Linked DNA regions of Gossypium hirsutum: region 2 is linked to region 1. Evidence: chromatin contacts called from public Hi-C data. All regions are on one chromosome and are shown on one strand. The core of a region is the stretch at or near the end of the contact, and the rest is flanking DNA. Distances in the headings are between cores, read along the strand shown.

The links. A called contact is a pair of places that touch in the nucleus more often than the background predicts.
Region 2: a Hi-C map of leaf shows a contact between it and region 1, with 2.3 times the contacts expected there. The contact joins the enhancer-like site here to the promoter of LOC107928745 in region 1. A contact is called at or near these places in 14 of 34 Hi-C or Micro-C datasets (callus, fibers, leaf and 2 more).

What each region holds. Positions count from the first base shown.
Region 1 is chrD03:45,234,951-45,238,387 of Gossypium_hirsutum_v2.1, reverse strand. It overlaps LOC107928745 (cytochrome P450 86A1), which reads left to right and starts at 1,646. Exons shown (of 1, transcript XM_016860000.2): 1 at 1,646-3,437. The coding sequence starts at 1,863. The coding sequence ends at 3,398.
Region 2 is chrD03:45,360,752-45,364,188 of Gossypium_hirsutum_v2.1, reverse strand. No RefSeq gene overlaps it. Among protein-coding and RNA genes, the nearest start is that of LOC107950869, 4.5 kb to the left of the region's middle. Within about 2 kb of position 1,693, at least 1 of the 9 cell types and tissues checked has an H3K27ac peak or open chromatin away from gene starts, as enhancers often do. A contact at or near this core is called in leaf, where this site is marked.

The DNA of each region.
Region 1 (3,437 bases), core at 397-2,896:
AATATAATTTAATAATTTAAATGATATATTAATTATTTAATTAAATTAAATAGTAATATTAAATGGAGTTAATATAAATTTAATAGAATAAGGATAAAATTTAATAGTAATAAAATTTTGAATCCTAAAATAATAATAATAAATAAACAGATTGCTCCATTGATTATTTAATTGAAGCAGTTGCTTAAGTTCTTTGATCTTGATCAACATATTGAGAGCTTTAAATATCTCTAGGAATTGATCATGCCCGAGCCAACCAGTCAGGTCTGAAGGCCGAAAAATGGGTTGAAATAAAATAATGAGTCACATTTTCTAAACGGACTAGGCCTCACGTAACTTTTTTGGTCTAAATTCAGCCCGACATGAATTTGTAAAAAAATAAAATAAAATAAAATCTCTTGCTTGTTGTTGTTGTTTTCACTACTTTTGCTACTGTTTTGTCACTATATTGGTGTCATTCGCTATTATATTGTTACTATTTTATTTTTATTGTTTGGATATTATATAACTCTTTTTTTTATTGTTAATTTTGTTATTATTTAGAGGTATTTGCTTATTAAGTTGCACCTATCTTAATGTTATTTAAATAGGAAAATTTTTATTTTAACGTTTTTAGTGTATTTGATGTATTATTTTTTTAAACTTGTTTTTAATGTAAAATAATAATATAAAAAATTTAACACGTGTGGGTCAGGCCGGACTCAAATTTTAACATTTTTATTTAGGTCTAGTTTAAGTAAATTTTAGGCTCATTTTTTGGACCAAACTAGACCTAAAAACGAGCCTAAAATTCTATTGAGGCCTGGTCCAAACCTAACCTGACCCATAATCACCTCTAAATCTCTTATGTACGAGAATATATAGTAAAAGGACCCCAAACAAAACAAGAGCATCCCCCCACCCCCAAGAAGATGATGATATGGGGCATTGCAGTAGAAGAAAAAACCCATTTTATGTTTTGTCAATGCAGGTAAACTGTCTCTAACCACTTCTTCTTTCTCATTTTCTTTGGATGAGGATCAGCTTCACTTACAAGCTAAATTAGAGTGTGTAATAGGGTGACCTTAGGAGATTAGCAAGGCCTTCCCTCCCTAAGTATGAAAATATTCATTCCTACTCCGATTACCATGACTAATGTTTTACCTTGATTTCATTGGGTAAAATATTTAAAACCATTTATATCATTGTCATGGTTAACCGAGTTTGTACTTAATGATGGAGTCTGAAATTTTTTTTTTGGACTGAAATTAAATTGTATATTTCGTAAAAAATACAATTTTATCATTTTAATAGCCTATATTTTTATGAGTTTTAAAAGATTAAATCAAATTTTATCATTTTAGGGGAGGGTAAAGCACAATTTTATTATTAATTTAAAATTTTATAAATTATAAAGAATCTAAATTAAAATTTATTATTTTAGGGGATCATGATCCCTAAATCTCTATTATGCACCGTCACTGTGGTGCCATGACAAGAAAACTTGTTATTAAAATAAAATTTGGTTGACAACAAGTACTGTGCTTCATTTCTAGATAACCCATTTCCCCTTTCCTTATAGAAACAAACAAAAAAAAAGTTTAAAATGAGAAGGAAAAAAATTTAGCCAATGAGGGTAGATAAATCAATAGAATAATAGCTAGCAAATGTAAGTCATTGCATGGTTTTCGTGTAAATTCTGTGGCATAAATAAATTCCTATCAACCGAAACAATAAATATTGCCATGAACGAACATTTCCCAACAACTCTTCCTACACCTTTCTAGTTTCATCACTTTAAAAATAACTTCATTTTTATTCATCCCTCTCATAAAACAATCTCAACTTCAACTGTGTCTACTTCCAATACTGTTAATAGCAGTATGGAAACCCTTCCATTTGTCTTCAGCTTAGCTGCTGCAATATTTGCTTATGCACTTTGGTTCCATATCCTAGCCAGGAGGTTAACCGGTCCGAGAGTGTGGCCTCTAGTCGGTAGCCTACCATCTCTTTTCGAGAACCGGAGGCGGATCCATGATTGGATGGCTAGTAACCTTCGAGCAACTGGTGGCTTAGCCACGTATCAAACATGTACTATTGCTCTTCCTTTCTTGGCTTGGAAGCAAGGGCTCTATACTGTCACTTGTCACCCTAAAAACATTGAGCATATCCTCAAGACAAGGTTCGATAACTACCCAAAAGGGCCCAATTGGCAAGCTGCATTTCATGATCTTTTGGGGCAAGGGATCTTCAATAGTGATGGAGAGACATGGCTCATACAAAGGAAAACAGCAGCTCTTGAGTTCACAACCCGGACGCTCAGGCAAGCCATGGCTCGTTGGGTGAACCGGACCATCAAGGATCGGTTATGGCATATTTTGGATAGAGCATCCATTGAGAAGAAATCAGTGGACTTGCAGGACTTGTTGCTTCGGTTAACGTTTGACAATATTTGTGGCCTTACCTTTGGTAAGGACCCCAAAACACTCTCTCCTGAGTTACCTGAGAACTCATTTGCTGTTGCTTTCGATACAGCCACAGAAGCAACTCTCTATAGGTTTTTATACCCTGGTCTTCTATGGAGATTGGAGAAGATTTTGGGGATTGGAGTGGAGAAAAGATTGAAGCGTAGCCTCCAAATTGTCGAGAACTACATGAACGATGCCGTTGAAGCAAGAAAGGAAGCTCCATCAGATGATCTACTGTCCCGTTTTATGAAGAAGAGAGATGCTGAGGGCAACCTCTGTACAAGTGATGTTCTCCAACACATTGCTCTAAACTTCGTCCTGGCCGGTAGGGACACCTCTTCCGTGGCCCTCAGCTGGTTCTTCTGGCTCGTCATGAACCATCTGGAGATTGAGCAAAAGATCATCGACGAAATATCAACAGTTCTCCAGGAGTCACGTGGTGAAGATTGCAAGAAATGGCTTAAAGAGCCTCTGGTGTTCGATGAAGCAGACAAATTGATATATCTGAAAGCAGCACTAGCTGAAACACTGCGTTTATACCCCTCAGTTCCAGAGGACTTCAAGTATGTTGTTGAAGATGATGTCTTACCGGATGGCACGTTCGTGCCTGCCGGCTCAACTGTGACATATTCAATATATTCAGTTGGAAGAATGAAGACTATATGGGGAGAAGATTGCATGGAGTTCAGGCCTGAAAGGTGGATATCACCAGAAGGTGACAAATTCAACACACCAAAGGATGGTTACAAATTTGTAGCATTCAATGCAGGACCACGGACTTGCTTGGGGAAAGACTTGGCTTACCTACAAATGAAGTCCGTGGCCTCCGCGGTTCTACTCCGTTACCGGCTTTCGCTGGTACCTGGACACAGGGTAGAGCAGAAGATGTCTCTCACTCTGTTCATGAAGCAAGGCCTTCGTGTTTACTTGCAGCCGCGCAAACTTCCATAGATGACGGGGGCTCATTTGTGTTACTAAATTTTATACTTT
Region 2 (3,437 bases), core at 444-2,943, 130 kb before region 1:
GCTAGACCTTTCGTCTCGCAATTCGTGCGACCTTAGGCGATCCGTTCGTCCAAACTCGCCCAAGTCAGCCTTTACTCAAGTGAGGATTCTTTTAGAACTCCTCCAAGGCACCAAATACAAGAGCGGAAGCGATTTATGCCAAAAGAAGAACAACAAAGAATAACAGAAAGAACGCTCGCAAAGTGTTTGAGTAAATGCTCTCTATTTCTCTTATTCACAAAGAATAATGAAACAATGAATGGAGTGAGTACAACTGAGGGGGAGGCTCTCTATTTATAGTTGAGCTCCCCCAAAACCGACGGTCAAGATACATTTACATCGACGGATGAGATTTAACCATATCCCTTAATTTTAGGGATTTACAAGATAAGCCTTATCAAATCTAATCTAATCTTTACAAGATATGATTCCCTCTATCTTCTAAGATTAGTTGCCATCTCTTCAAATCGGTTTTATACATTATTTGGCACTTAAGTTTGACACTTTTTTCTAATGTATTACTTATGCTATTTTTTTGTCCAATGCGGTATCTGTATTTGACAAAAGTTATACAATTTGGTACCTGAAGGCAACACTACTATTTTTTCTAGTGTTCAATTTAGATTTTAGTGTTAATTTGATGAAAATTCATAATGAGCTAATAATATTAGCAATTAACTTTCATCAAATTAATCTTAAAATCCGAATTAAATCACATTCATCAAACTGTATTTGAAAAATTAAACATAAAATTAAACAAATTCACAATTAACACTAAATTTATTCTATTAACAAAATCATTAAAAATTCAAACCTAATAATATTGCAATTAACTTTCATCAAATCAATCTTAAAACTCGAATTAAACACTAAAAAGTTAGCATTATGAATTTTTAATACCAAACTATATAACTTTTTATCAAATAGAGATACCAAATTGGACAAAAAAAAAAACAACAACAACAACTATTACATTAAAAAAAAGTATCAAACTTTGTTCTTTTCAATGGTATACCAAATGATATATTAAGCAATTTAAATTTAACACAATGGTATACTCGGCCCTATTCAACATATCAAGCTTTGTTCTTTTCAATTTAACTTTTGGGGCTAAAAAGGTAAATTGGATAAAGAGATAAAAGGGATCCAATACTAAATATATAAGAAGTATTAAAGAAAATTCATCATGTATTTCTAACGAATTTTTTTATGATTTAGTTTTCGAGTAGAAAAGAAACAAAGTTTAAGGAACTAGTTACAATAAGGTTGATGAAAGCTTATATTAACCATTGCTCAATGAACATCTTCTTCAAATAAAGATCAAATATGATCAGGTGGGTCTTCAAAAGTCGATAACTTATTAAGACCACTATGAACAACTTTAACCATGTAATCTGCCAGTCTATTATGCTCTTGCGAGACATGCCGAAATTTAAATTGTCAGATTTGTTTGAATAAATCAAATATTAAATGAAGTTCAAAAAATTTATTATCAACCGCATAATCATTCCTAATTATATCAATCAACAATTTCATGCGAATCAAATATCACGTCATTTAAGTGAAATTGTACTTAAAAAGAACTTAAATGATGTGTGATGATGTTATCAATTATAAATCCTTTAATTTAATTTTTAACCTTAGCTTTGTTTAGTTGGAAAATAGTTTTCCTTTGAGACGGAGGGGTTTTGATGTGGGCTTAATGTAGCACAATGCTAAAACGGAGCCCAAAGTATGCCCACCAGCAAACACGATGATCCGTCCCTTGGGCTTAAACTCATCATAAATTTCAGTTTTTGTCCTATTACATTTCAGCAGGTAAAATTAAATTTAGTGAAAGTAACTGTCAAATTCCTCTATTATTAAATGAATCAATTTAATCTTTTTACTACTAAAAAAATCAAATAAAAATTGAGTAATATATACTATTTAAAAATAACATATATTTTTTTTTCATTTATAGTTCAACTTTAAACAAAAAAATTCATTTGTAGGACCAACAAAAACTTCTAAAATTTTAACTCTATTAAGCAATAAATGACATTTTTTTTGAAATAGTAAATATTAACTCTATTAAAATTTGATACCATCCTTATAGTTGAGGCAAGGTGTGTTGAATGAGTTGAGTGGCACTCAGTAGTGCCCACTATAGGCTATCACAGAGGCAATAAAACTCTTGCCTTATTTGAGTTGACAATTTAATGAAGAAAATCTTTAGACCTGTTAATGTAATGTTATATTGAAGATACAATAGTCTATCTATGGAAACCAATCTTTAACTACTGAAGATTAGATTGGATTCAAGTGAATCAATTCAACTCTTGGAATGTAGAGATTTGATCGAGATTGTGTTGCTAATTTTTGAAGATCATATCTTCGATTGGTTATGCTTTGAATGCTAATGTTGTAATAGCTACTTTCAAGGAGTTACTTTGTGTTTACTTAGATTCTCTGTTAGCAAGCTAAGATTGATATATGCTTTGAGGATTGTCTAGATTAAGTATGAGAGCTTATAGAGAGCACTTGAATCTATTTATTGAGGAATTATTTTGTGAAAGAGTGCAAACTAAATTGGAAGCATTAAATGTTTACTGTCCAAGTTCTGGGAGGGGGGGGAGATTTAGAAGTGAGTGTTCTACTTTTCAGGTACAAAGATGAGATCTCTAAACTTGGGAAGTAATAGAGTATGACTCACTTATTGTATTTACAAATAAAAATAGTGGAGTTACTCATTGAGCTAGACTCCGCAAACGTAAGGAAATCGAACTGCATAAACAAATCTATGTAATATTTAATTTTATTTGCACAATTTTCCACCGTGGCTATTATAGTAAAACACTTTCATAAACTGTTTTGAGTTTTAGTAAACAGCAACTATAAGTAGCAACACTCATTCATCAATTAAATTTATATAAAAAATAAATCATTGTAGTGTACTTTTTTTTCTTACTTTCACTTTGTTTTTTCTTGCTCGGGGATTTAGATAAATTCTCCAATTTCTCTCAATTAAGTTATGAAAAAGTAAAATGAAAAACTTACTTTTAGCTATTGGACATGGGGTTAAATATTTTACATAAGCTTCATGGGTTACCTCGAAAGTTATTGTTGATAAAAATTATAAGATGTATAACTAAATATTTTCAATTATAATAAATATATAATACATAATTGATTTATATTGCACCAATTAATTTTAATAATATTGTACCGTTACTTAAGTTATGATTCCAACTTCTTTGATTTATTTTAAATATTATTTGCATGAAACATATGGTAAAATTATTTATACATATATATATTAAAAAACATGTAGATGAGCTAAATGGTGAAGTTATACTGACAAAACATCCATTATTGAAAATAATTAAAACAAATAACATCAACATCGCAACAATTTCAAAAAATAATATGAATACAACAAAAATTCATGAATATAGTAATATATGAGCATAAATTTG